Regions from separate parts of the Capra hircus genome. Here region 1 is linked to region 2. Evidence: chromatin contacts called from public Hi-C data. All regions are on one chromosome and are shown on one strand. Each heading gives the region's core, a stretch centred on a gene start, on an enhancer-like site or on the middle of the called end of the contact. The rest is flanking DNA. Distances are from core to core; before and after follow the strand shown. Region 1 holds the start of SSH2 (protein phosphatase Slingshot homolog 2). Region 2 overlaps SSH2 (protein phosphatase Slingshot homolog 2).

Region 1 (6,019 bases), core at 168-2,667, 100 kb after region 2:
AGTTAATATATAAATTAAGAGTAACCCAAATTTTTACAGTGGAAGGTGTTTCTGTGTATATTGAATACGTGTTTGCAAGTTGAAACTACTAAACCCACCAACCTAGTTTTTAAAACTACAATTCTGTAGGAAGTTCCAAACGGTTTTTCCAATTCCTCATATATTCATTCCATCTATTTCCCTCTAAAACATCTGGATTTTTTTTTAAAGATCCCATTTCGCCCCACTGGTGCAATATTTCATTTTAAAAAATAAATATTTCCAGAGGAAAAAAAAAGCCTAAAAGAATGGAGCGTAAAGAAGTGGGGGTGGGGCGAAGGCAAAGAAGGGCCCAGCAGGAAAAGGCTGGTTACTGGGTATTTTCCTTCTGGAAGCACGCTTCACTCGCACTGGCATCTGAAGTAACGAGCCATACAAACACGACTCGAGAACAAGAACGATCATGAGCAATGAGTGTGATGCATAAATGTCTGTGAGATGTAAATGAATTGGCACTGGTCATCAAGCAGCGCCAGATGCTTCAGGACCTCGTCGAGGAAAGGTGAGAGGTCCAAGGAGCAGAGACTCCCGCCACCCTCTGGGGGAGGGGAGATGGCGAGAAACCTAGGAGTAACTACCGTTCAGCCGTCCAATGAAGCCCAATGGACAGGACACAAGAAAGACAGCAAGTGACCAGGAGGAAGGCAGACGCCCGGAGAGCCCGAAGGGCGGGCGGTGGGTGAAGACGGAACGGGTCCCTGAAATGGGTGCGGGTAAGGGGATGTGGCTGTGGGTAAGGGGCATGGCAGGAGTCCCGGGGTCCTCTCCCTGCAGCAGAGCAACAGAGGGTAAAAGGAAGGGGGAGGGTGAAAAGCAAGAATGACTCATTCCCGAAAGGAAGTGCTCAAGCCAGAGGAAAGCATGCCACAGGGGGCTTCGGGGCGAGGATGGTGAGGCGCTAGGTGCTCAGAGTGACGGAGGCACAAATCAACGTCCGGTAGTTCCTGCGGCTCGTCTTTAAGATGGGGGCGTGTGGGGGGTTCGCGGCAGCCGGGTGCCAAGGCCTGGGAAGCGGCGCGGCGCGTGCGCAGTGGCGCTCGGCGGGACCCGCTGAGGCAAAGCGGAGCCGCAGTGACAGAAGCGAGCGGAGCGGCTGCCGGGAGGGGACTCACCGAGGCGCAGGGGCTGGAGGTAGTGCTGGGGGTAGGCGACCGCTGGACCGTGACCAAAGCCATCTAGGCGCTGCTGGGCTGTTCCGGGCAGGGCATTCTTGTCCCGAGTGTGGGGGGCGGGAGGGTGACGGAGCCGGGATGGGGCAAAGGGGTGTGGGGTGGGGGTGAGGGGAACAGGGAGGAGGAGGAGGCCGCGCGAACGGCCGCAGACTCCGCACCCACCACCGGACTCTCGCAGACTGACGCGCCGAGCGGGCGGCTGGCTGGCTGGCGGGCGGGCGGGCGGTTCGGCAGCTGCGGGGCACAATGAGCGCTCCCAGTGCGCAGGCGCCACCTGTCAGCAACCGCCTCTCCCCTCCTCGCGCGCCGCCGCCTGGCCGTAACCCTTGAGTTGCCGGAAGCCGGCCGGGTGCGTGCGCCTCGGGCCGCCGCCCCCTCTGGGGGTTTCCCCCCGGGCTCTGGGAATCGCGCGGGTTAGGCTGCGCTGGGGGTTTGAGGGGGTGGGTTAGGGAGCGGGTTCTGCGGCTGGGGAGCGGGTGTCCCTGGAGTCCCCACTCTTGAAGGACAACCTTTTTTTATTCCCGAGGTTGGGCGCACAGCTTAACCCACCTTAGTGAGAAGAAACCGAGGTGAAAATCCTGACGCGAACGAGTTTCCGGGTGGGAAAGGGCGCCGCGGGGTTTCAAACGCTTCCTCTGAGCGTGGATGGGACTTTCTGGGCTAGAGACCTTACCGTTGACCCGGCTCTCGAGGGCTTTTTTCTTAGCTTTCCCACCCTTCCGCTCTGAGTCCATGTTTTATGATGAGACTTTTTGAAAGAAAGAAGGATTTGTAATTTTATACCCGAGAGTCTTCATGGTACCCTCGTGCTTCCTCTGTTACCCTGGCCCCTGTCTAAGGGCTCATTCATTATTCCTGAAGTGCAGGGAGGCCGAGAGAGCCTAGGGGAAGCCGAGAAAGCTGGGCTCACGGAGTTACAAGGGTCCAACCTGCTATTTACCTCCCACTTGCTTCCTGCTGGGAAGAAATTCTCCTGATTAGACAGGATTTGCTCGTTGGGGTTTTCCTTCTCTTCGTCTCTAGATTTCATTATTTCATAGACACATGCGAAATGTCGATTGAATATTCTAAAGAAATAGTTTTCTAAAAGATAAATCATCAGCTGAACCTAAGCCAAGAACATAATGAAAAATCAAGATTTAAGGGGGGCGGGGGTGGAAATCGCGCCATATAAATACCATAGATTGATTACACAGAGAAACAGAGTTGACAAAGCTATTTCTTAATTTGAGTGGATGTGCTGGTAAATACCACCATACATAACATGTCTGTAAAACGCAGACATTCCGGAGTTTGCAGTTATTAATCCACCGCCTCTTGTTTGTCACTCAAAGTCTCTTGGATCTTACTGCTTGTTGTAAATTGGCAGAGCGGCCTTGAGCCCTTTCTGGCCGCTGTATGGTTAAGTGCCACTGGAGCCCTCTGTGCTGAGCCTTTGTTCTCTCCCTGGGGCCCTGTGGTTGAAATAATTAGCAGGGAGGTTCCATCAAGAATCAGACACTGAGGGTCCCTGTACTGTACAGTCCTATGTTGAATGTACAGCAGAGAAGCCAGCTGGTAGGCTTTTGCCCCCTGGTGGTGGTGAAGAGTGCCTGCGAGCCAAAATTAAACAAAGATGTACGGTTCACAGATTAAACAATCTGACTGTGTTTTTCCCAGAGCTACTTGGTAAACAGGAAAAGACCAGACAAAGTTCAGAAGTAAGAACTTTGAACCAACGCTTAGCAGATCAAACAGGAAGCTATATGCCTAGGCAAGAATTTTACATTGCTGAAAGCTGAATGAACACAAATAAATGAAACATGGCTTATTAACCAAAGTGTAGTTCTAGAAAAAAGTGTTATTCAAATTCTGTAAAGCAGTTATCCCTCAATAAAAAATGTTTTTTTAAGTGTTATTCAAATCAATAGGTCTTAGTAATGTACTTCTGACTCAGGGACAGCAACACTGATTATCTGCTTTTATGTAGCAACACAATCTTCAATTCTTTTGGACAATGATAATCTTACAGTGCAAAATAATCTTACAGTGGGAAAGAGCACACCTTAGCGATTAGAGATCTCGCTTCTAGTTCCTGGCCTCTGTAAAACCTTGAGCAAATGGCTTAAAGTTTTTAAGTTTTAGTTTATTTCTTCGACAGAGTTCTAACTCACAGGATTCTTGTTCTCAAGTGAGAAAAAAATGTAAAGTGCAATATAAACTATAAAACCCCATGTGTAATTAAAATAATTTTGTTATTCTCTTAAGTTTGTTCCAAGTGCAGTCAGCATTTTCTGAGTATACCCTATGTGTAGAAAATAGCATCAAGCAAAAAGGTAATAAAAATATTTTAAAATACATGATTCCATGCCTTTTCTTAACATTAGGAGAAGTAGATTTGTGGTCAAGATATGTCTCATTTGTAGGTAGGTTTAAAATGTCTTTATTCACCACAACTGAGGTGATAAAATTCTGGTCAAAATTAGGATTGTAAGGTACCCAAATTCACATAAGGTTTGTAATAGAAAGCTAATTTATTGACAGGAGAAATATCTTTTCCTGGTGTATTACTTTTTAAGGAAACTAAGATTTGGAAGTTGTTCGTGCATGTTCATTGAGTCATTCATCATTAATTGAGAAAATAGTGTGTATCATATACTAGTCACTGTTTTAAAAACAAAAGTCTGTCTATCTCTCACAGCTTGTTAGCAGTAGAAAACGCATCAAATAATTACAGTAGGCTTTAATGGTACTGTTGTTTCAGTCGCCTCTGCTAGGCCCCACAGGAAATACATACATCTATATATGTATATACACATATATATACATATATATATATGAGGAATCTAGAAATGTACAAAGTGCTTTAGAAAAACAGAGGAGGTCTGGGCAAATGCAGGCTTTATGATATTGGCTTTCAGTCTTTGCCTGTAGTCCCAGTACAGCCACATGGTGAACTGATCTGGATCCTTGTGCCATTGGAGTTCATTTAACCCTTGACTTGTATTACCGTTCTTCAGGGGTGAAATTATAAAAGAGCTTTTGCAATTTCTGTGGTCAGCTGGTTCTTAAGCTTTGAGAACCTGATGAAAACTATTAACCATCTCCCCAGAAAGATGCACTTACATATTTCACACACACTGAAACCCATTAAGGGGCTCTAGGTTAAGAATCCTGATCTTAAGTTTAAAACAGGGCTTCCCTGGTGGTCCAGTGGTTCAGACTCTGCCTTGAAATGCAGGGGGTGTGGGTTGGATCCCTGGTCAGAGAACTAAGATAACATATTCTGTGGAGCAACTACTGAGCCTATGTACCGCAACTAGAGAGTCCATGCACCACAATGAAAGATCCTGCATGATCAATGAAGATCCTGCATGCTGCAAGTAAGACCCAGTGCAGCCAAATGAATAAATCTTAAAAAAATAAAATTTAAAGGAGTGGCTCTCAACCTTTTCTCTTATCATGAAATCTATAGAAATCATGATGATATTTGTTCAGCACACTGTGATAAATTAGAGGGGATTTGGAAGCAATAATGTGGGGCTTGGTGAAAAAAAAGTGATTTTCTCAATATAGTTATAATGTGAAAAATAACAAACATATTAAGGATGATATTAAATATTGAGTTTGCATAAGCTTCCAAATAAAGTTTGTCAAAATTTTAATGAAAAACCCAAGATTGCTTCTATAAACATAACATTTTCTATGTAGGGTTTTATGATCGAAATGATTGCATCTAATTCCTGAACAAGACAGTTTGACAGTGATCACTTAGTAGTCATTTTGATGAGAATTTATATTCATCTTATATATATTGATGAGAACAAGTAGGTGATAAATTTTCAATAATTTCACAACAATTCAAAATTTACAAGCATAAATTATATATGACTAATAGCTCTTACTTTTTTCCCACCAGAAAACATAATGTGGTAATATTTTATGATAACGTGACTGGATTTAGAATCCACTCAAACTTTTTCATATTTAGTATAATTTACAAAATAATGATGAAAACTTCAATTCACAGAGTATGACTGTATTATGAGAGCAATAATTCTGCAGCTAACTTGGATGTAATGAAAGGACATATCAGCCATAAACAAAGGGAAGAATTCAATATAAATGAAGAGAGAGATGTAGAGCTGAATCCATGAGGAGTATCTGACAGACTTCCCTGCCTTTCTTGGCCACACATTAGGCTCTGAGTCCTGCTCCTTGAGTGCCTGGAACAAGCACTCCTCCAGCAGCTTCAGGGCTCAATGTCTGTGATGAGCAGCAGTGTATACTCCAACTGGCCTATGAAAGTGATGCCCTGGAGATAGAACATTCCCTGGCTTTGTTCCTTTATTTGAGGATACTTGCTTTAATGAAGCAAGTCCCCCATGTGCTTGCCTCCTGTGGGACCATGGGGCACACTAGGATGGATCATCAGACTGATTCTTTGGGTTACTCTTTGAGAATCCTTATGTCAAACTGCTTCTGCCCAGGGGTAAATTATATAGAGGCACCAGTCCTTTCAGGCCATTCCTGGGGCTTCATGGATAACCATCTTACAGTACATCTGTAATTCATTGATCACACACCAAATAAAGTAAGTCATATAACAGACTATAGTTTATATAGCTAAGCTTGTTAAAATGTGAGGGGAAAATTGTCCTTAATAATCCAACCTCTTACATTTGAAATGACAAGTTAGAGAGTAATAAAACAAGTAGAAATCGGGACTTCCCTGATGGTTCAGTGGATTAAGAATCCACCTTGCCAAACAGGGAACTTGGGTTCAGTCCCTGGTCAGGGAACTAATATTGCCAGGCTGCAGAGCAACA
Region 2 (5,389 bases), core at 1,953-4,452:
ATTACTGTGCATGCTTCCTATGGCACTACTGAGACCTGTCTGTGAGTTACCACTGGGCTCTTGTTTTACTCCATCATCAAACTGTAATCTGCCTTATTTTCCCTTTGCATCTCACCTTGTGTTTAGCACAATGCCCTATGTGCACATGGAACTCGATAAAGAGGTGAATGAATGCATGATTGGAGCAGTGAACTAAAACCATGCAAACATGGAGCTAATTGGCTGTGCATTCTTAGCTAGTAAGGACTATGCCAGCTATGTTTTACCCTTAGCCGGTTAATAGAACAGTTTTTGTTGCTCAGGAGTTAGTCTGTGATGAAGATCTGGAAGTAATACCTTAGGCTTTTCCTTTGGTTAAGCAGAGAGAATCATTCACTTGCTCTCATTTATGTATTCATTCACTCATTCCACATTAATTGACCACCTATGATGTGTTAGGTATTAGGCACCAGGAATTCAAAGTAAGCAGAAGCACCCTTATCCTTGGATAGTTCATACTGTAGTAGGGGAGACAGTTTCATAAGCCAAAAATTATATGTCATTTGGCTTACAGCAGAAGCTGTATATACACTTTTATACAAAGTGCTCTAGAAACAACAGAGGAGGAAATGACTAACTGTGGGGCTTGGATATGCTTCACAGAAGTTAATTTTCAGGCTAGGCTTGAATTAGTGGGTTTGTGTTAGATGGAAAATAGGAGGAAGAATATTTCAGGCAGAAGAGCTGGCAAAAGGAACAGAAAGAGGAGTAAGAGTCTGGACGTGTACGGAATGGTGAGCAGCTGTGAACTCCTGGAACAAAAGGATGGGTACTGGAGGTTAAGGCTATCAGGTAATACTGATGTTACGAGTCCATAAGGGTAGAATATTAAGATAACAGTCCTAGGGTCACAAAAAGTGGTTGTGGATTATTCATTAACTGGATTTCAGATTATTCATCAGTCACTTCTGTCCCTGGGAAAAAACTGAGGGTATCTGTCAGGAAAAAATAGTCTAGTAGTCTTTCTAAGAGTGGACGTGAGCTTTGAAATCAGGAAAATCCTGCTTCTGGCTTTTGAAAGAAGCAAATGTGAAGGATACAGGCTTGAGGAGGAAATAGGGCACCATATTGCCACTTGGCTACTGGTAAGAGAAGGCTCAGATTCTCTCTAAGAAACAAGAGAGAAAGAAGACGGGGATGGAATCATGTTTGGGTTATCTAATGCTTTATAACAAACCACTAATTTATTATATTTCATGGGTCAGAACTTCAAGCAGTATTTAGTTAGGTGATTCTTCTGCTCCACATAGTACTGCTAAAGGTCACTCAGTGCTACTCTGGTGGTATATAACTGGAAGATGGGCTAAGTGAGAGTCCAAGCAGTTTCATGCATATGCCTGACATCTTAGCCTGGAAGACTTAAGCTGGGCTCAACTGGACAGTCAACTAGAATGCCTATGGATTGGGTCTTCTCAAAGTCCATTAGGGCCTCAGGGTTGGTCTATTTGCACGGGGGCTTAGAACGCCAGGAGGCTAGGCACAGAATTGGCACAGAGTCACTTCTGCCATACTCTGCTGGTGTATTAAAGAGGTCTAGCACAGATTCAAGGGGAGGGGAATTAGACTCTATTTTTCAGCAGGGGAAAGAGCAAAGACTTCATAGTCATCTTTATGATACCCTCTCAATACCAATGACTAGCAAGTAAGTATGTAGGCAAAATGAACAGGACAGGAAAAAGGCAGTTAAAGAGTTAATGAAGTAGAACTTCTAAAGACTAGGGCCACAGAAATATCCAGGAGAGAAGAGAATAAAGAAGATGATTCTTATTCAGTACAAGATGCATGGAAGGCCATATGGATAATTTTATAGTCTGGTGTCTATAATGAAGTGTCCTCTCTGAAGATAAGAAAGGACCTGAAAGTGTGGCCATTCACACACACACACTACTGTCCAGGACCAGGATGAATAACCTGGGCACTTACATCTGAGAAGCTGGTATGTAGGAAGCTCAAACCTGATCAAATCAGCAGTCCCAATATAAGATGACTTTGTTTTAAAGTTGTTTAAATTGAGATGTGTGATACTTGCTGGGATCAAGATCCAAAACAGAGATTCAAATTAGTCATATTTCAGGAAGATGTAAGACACATTAAAGTAAAAATAAGGAAGCCAGAATACAGTGCAATCCTTATTTCTGAAATCAAAGCCACACTATGCTGTCATTATGACAAGTTTTAAGAAGCTGTAAATGAACTTATTGTCCATGATTTCAAGCAATAGAAAACCTCTGTGAGACACCTACTATTTCTCAAGTATTTCCTTTGAATTCCTTTCAAATACAAATACATATGAATCACAGTTGGAATGGTTAATGAGGTACTTCCTCAGTGATAAGAAAACCAGCTTGATTAGAACTTGGCTGATGTGACTTTGCTTCTGAAGAACACCAAGTCTTTGCTCAACAGCTAGTTGAAGAGGTATCACAGTACAGTCGCTCGCTGCCCTCTAGAAAACCCGAGCTCTGGGTGCGGAGCTGTTACTGGATGCCTTTTGTTTATAATCCTTATTCTACTTAAACTTTTTATTTAATACAGGCAACTTAACCCCACCTGCACCCCCCACTTGGCATAATTTCAGAGTAGCTAGACTGTTTTTTTCTATCACAGAGATCCGACTCCTTGAGGCTACTTGGTTTGAAAAAGCAACAAGTCTTATCATGTTCTGAACCTGTCACATTTGACAAGCATGCAGTATGGGAACTTCACAGGTCACTGGATCTTAACTCTGGCTCCATTCAGAACTTTTTCAATAACACAAATCTCCAGGCCTCACACCTACAGACTTTTATTCTTTAGCCCTGAGGTGAAGCCAGTGGTGTGCTGGAGCCAATTGTTAAGATTTTTAGGGATCTTATGAGATTCACACTGGTAGCTTGAAACTGGCTATGGTGGGACTTTTTTTTTTTTTAACTAGGAATATTAGCAAATGCTACAAAGCAGCCCTTACCCGGAAAACACGTTTTTGAACATGTACCAGCCCACCATGAGGTGTGGGGCCCTAGGATCTGCACATTTTCAAAGCTCTTGATAACTGACAAGCAGTTTAGATTGAAAACGTTTGTCTTAAAGGTTTGGAAAAATATCAAAAGTTCAGGGTAAACAAAGCTACTACTCTCTCCAGGTAACTGTGCCATGAAAGGTGCCAGGGAGACCAGTGATGACAGGAACTCAGCACTCCCAAAAGATCTATGGCTCCTGTCCCAGACTGTAAGCTCTGTAAGGGCAGAACTACATTTGCAGAGCAGCAGTCACACAGAAAATGCTCAGAGGATACTAGATGAAATAATAAGTATTGCTCAAGGTATGGTAACCAGTAAGTGGCAAAATTAGGCCTCCACCTTACGTTAACTTGGTATATCATGTGCCTCATCGCCATTAAATTATTGGTCATATCCTTGGTTTGTCAATCCGAGAAGAGTGCTTAAACATGGGGTAGAGAGCAAGCAGCATCCATCATAAGACTCTGTCTCTGTGCTGCTCCATAATTTAAAGTCTTTTCATGACTATTATCTCATCTGAAGCAACCTAGGATAAATGCAGCACAGGCATGATTAACACTTACTTTTCAGCTGAAGAAACTGCCTCATGGAAGTGAGATAATTTGCTCATAGTAACCTAAGAGTAAGCAGCAGAATCACGATTCTGTCTGGGAAGGACAAATAACCCTTCTATCAGAACAAACTGCTCTTCTTGCATGACAGGAATATGCCAGGTACACCAACAGGGGTCTTAGACCTTGTCTTTATCTCCCTGTCCAGATTCTGCTTCCTACTATTAAAGTGAAATTTCACTTCCTACTCTTTGAAGACTTCATATTTGGTCCATTTCCTTCACTGTAGCCTGAGATCTCAAGATGGACATATGGTCTTATGTTCAGCTAGGACATAGTGGTACAACTGTACTAATTGCTTACACGTTGAAATACCGAATGGTAAACAGTGGCTGCCTAGAGCCCCTCGGATTGTTTCATGATCCAGCAACAATCAGATTCAGTTCAGTTCAGTCGCTCAGTTGTGTCTGACTCTTTGCGACTCCATGCACTGCAGCACGCCAGGCTTCCCTGTCCATCACCAACTCCCAGAGCTTGCTCAAACTCATGTCCATTGAGACAGGGATGCCATTGAACTATCTCATTCTCTGTCATCCCCTTCTCTTCCTGCCTTCTATCCTTCCCAGCATCAGGGTCTTTTCTAATGAGTCAGTTCTTTGCAGCAGGTGGCCAAGTATTGGAGCTTCAGCTTCAGCATCAGCCCTTTCAATGAATATTCAGGACTGATTTCCTTTAGGATTGACTGGTTTGATCTCCTTGCAGTCCAAGGGACTCTCAAGAGTCTTCTCCAACACCACAGTTCAAAAGCATCAATTCTGTGGTGCTCACCTTTCTTTATGGTCCAATTCTCATGGTCCAACTCTCACATCCATACATGACTGCTGGAAAAACCACAGCTTTGACTATACAGACCTTTGTTGGCAAAGCAATGTCTCTGCTTTTTAATATGCTGTCTAGGTTTGTCATAGCTTTTCAACAATCAGATTAGTGCCAGGCAATGTGGAGGACCTCTAGGTCTGACTCCTGCCTATTCTGATTGATTGATAGCTATGCCATACTAGTTGCTAAATATTCTGAATACCACTTCAACATCTCCTCTGCTCTCTAAACTTTGGTTTAAAATTCTTGACTCTGATCTTGGCTCCACCTTGGAGGCAGTGCCTCTATAATCTGTTCTGTTGTTTGTGTGTGCTGCTAGCTATACCCCAATTACTTGGCTTGCCTTCTGCTCTTATTACTAGTCATCTGTTACACATGATTACCATTTCTCCACAAGGAATTTAAGCTATAAAAGGCATTGATAACACCCAGGGAAGCTAAATAAAATCCACTTATGAAGGGTCTTTTTATATTAAACCTTTAAATTGTTTATGGACATAAAGAATTAAAGTATGATCAACCAAAGTTATTCAGTTGAAACATTATTCAGAAATAAGGTCAAAGAACAAACGCAGAATAGTAATGAAACAACACTGATTACTTATCAAACATTAGTAAACTAAGCAAGCATGATTGTTTTCAAATTTCTAATCATTTCCCAAATAAGGAGTTGATAAATACTGTTAATGGTTCTGACCAAAAAGAGAATAGAATATTTAAAACAGATGTACTGCTGTCAGTTTTGATTAGGGGGAAATACATTGCTATTTTGTTAATATTTATATTTAAATCTAGACATCATTCTAAGCCATCAACAGGGGAAATATGTCACGTTACTCAGTATCTTTGAATGTAGTAGTAGTGAAAGTTGCTCAGTTGTGTCGGACTCTTTGCGACCCCATGGACTATGGAATTCAGTCC

What was found. Hi-C and Micro-C count contacts between places; a contact is called where the count stands out from the background.
Region 1: a Hi-C map of blood shows a contact between it and region 2, with 2.5 times the contacts expected there. The contact joins the promoter of SSH2 here to the enhancer-like site in region 2. A contact is called at or near these places in 2 of 5 Hi-C or Micro-C datasets (both in blood).

Annotation. Positions count from the first base shown.
Region 1 is chr19:20,943,750-20,949,768 of ARS1.2, forward strand. It overlaps SSH2 (protein phosphatase Slingshot homolog 2), which reads right to left and starts at 1,418. Exons shown (of 15, transcript XM_018064358.1): 1 at 1,152-1,418. The coding sequence starts at 1,214.
Region 2 is chr19:20,839,594-20,844,982 of ARS1.2, forward strand. The region is part of intron 1 of SSH2 (protein phosphatase Slingshot homolog 2); the gene reads right to left. Among named protein-coding and RNA genes, the nearest start is that of SSH2, 100 kb to the right of the region's middle. Within about 2 kb of position 3,203, at least 1 of the 5 cell types and tissues checked has an H3K27ac peak or open chromatin away from gene starts, as enhancers often do.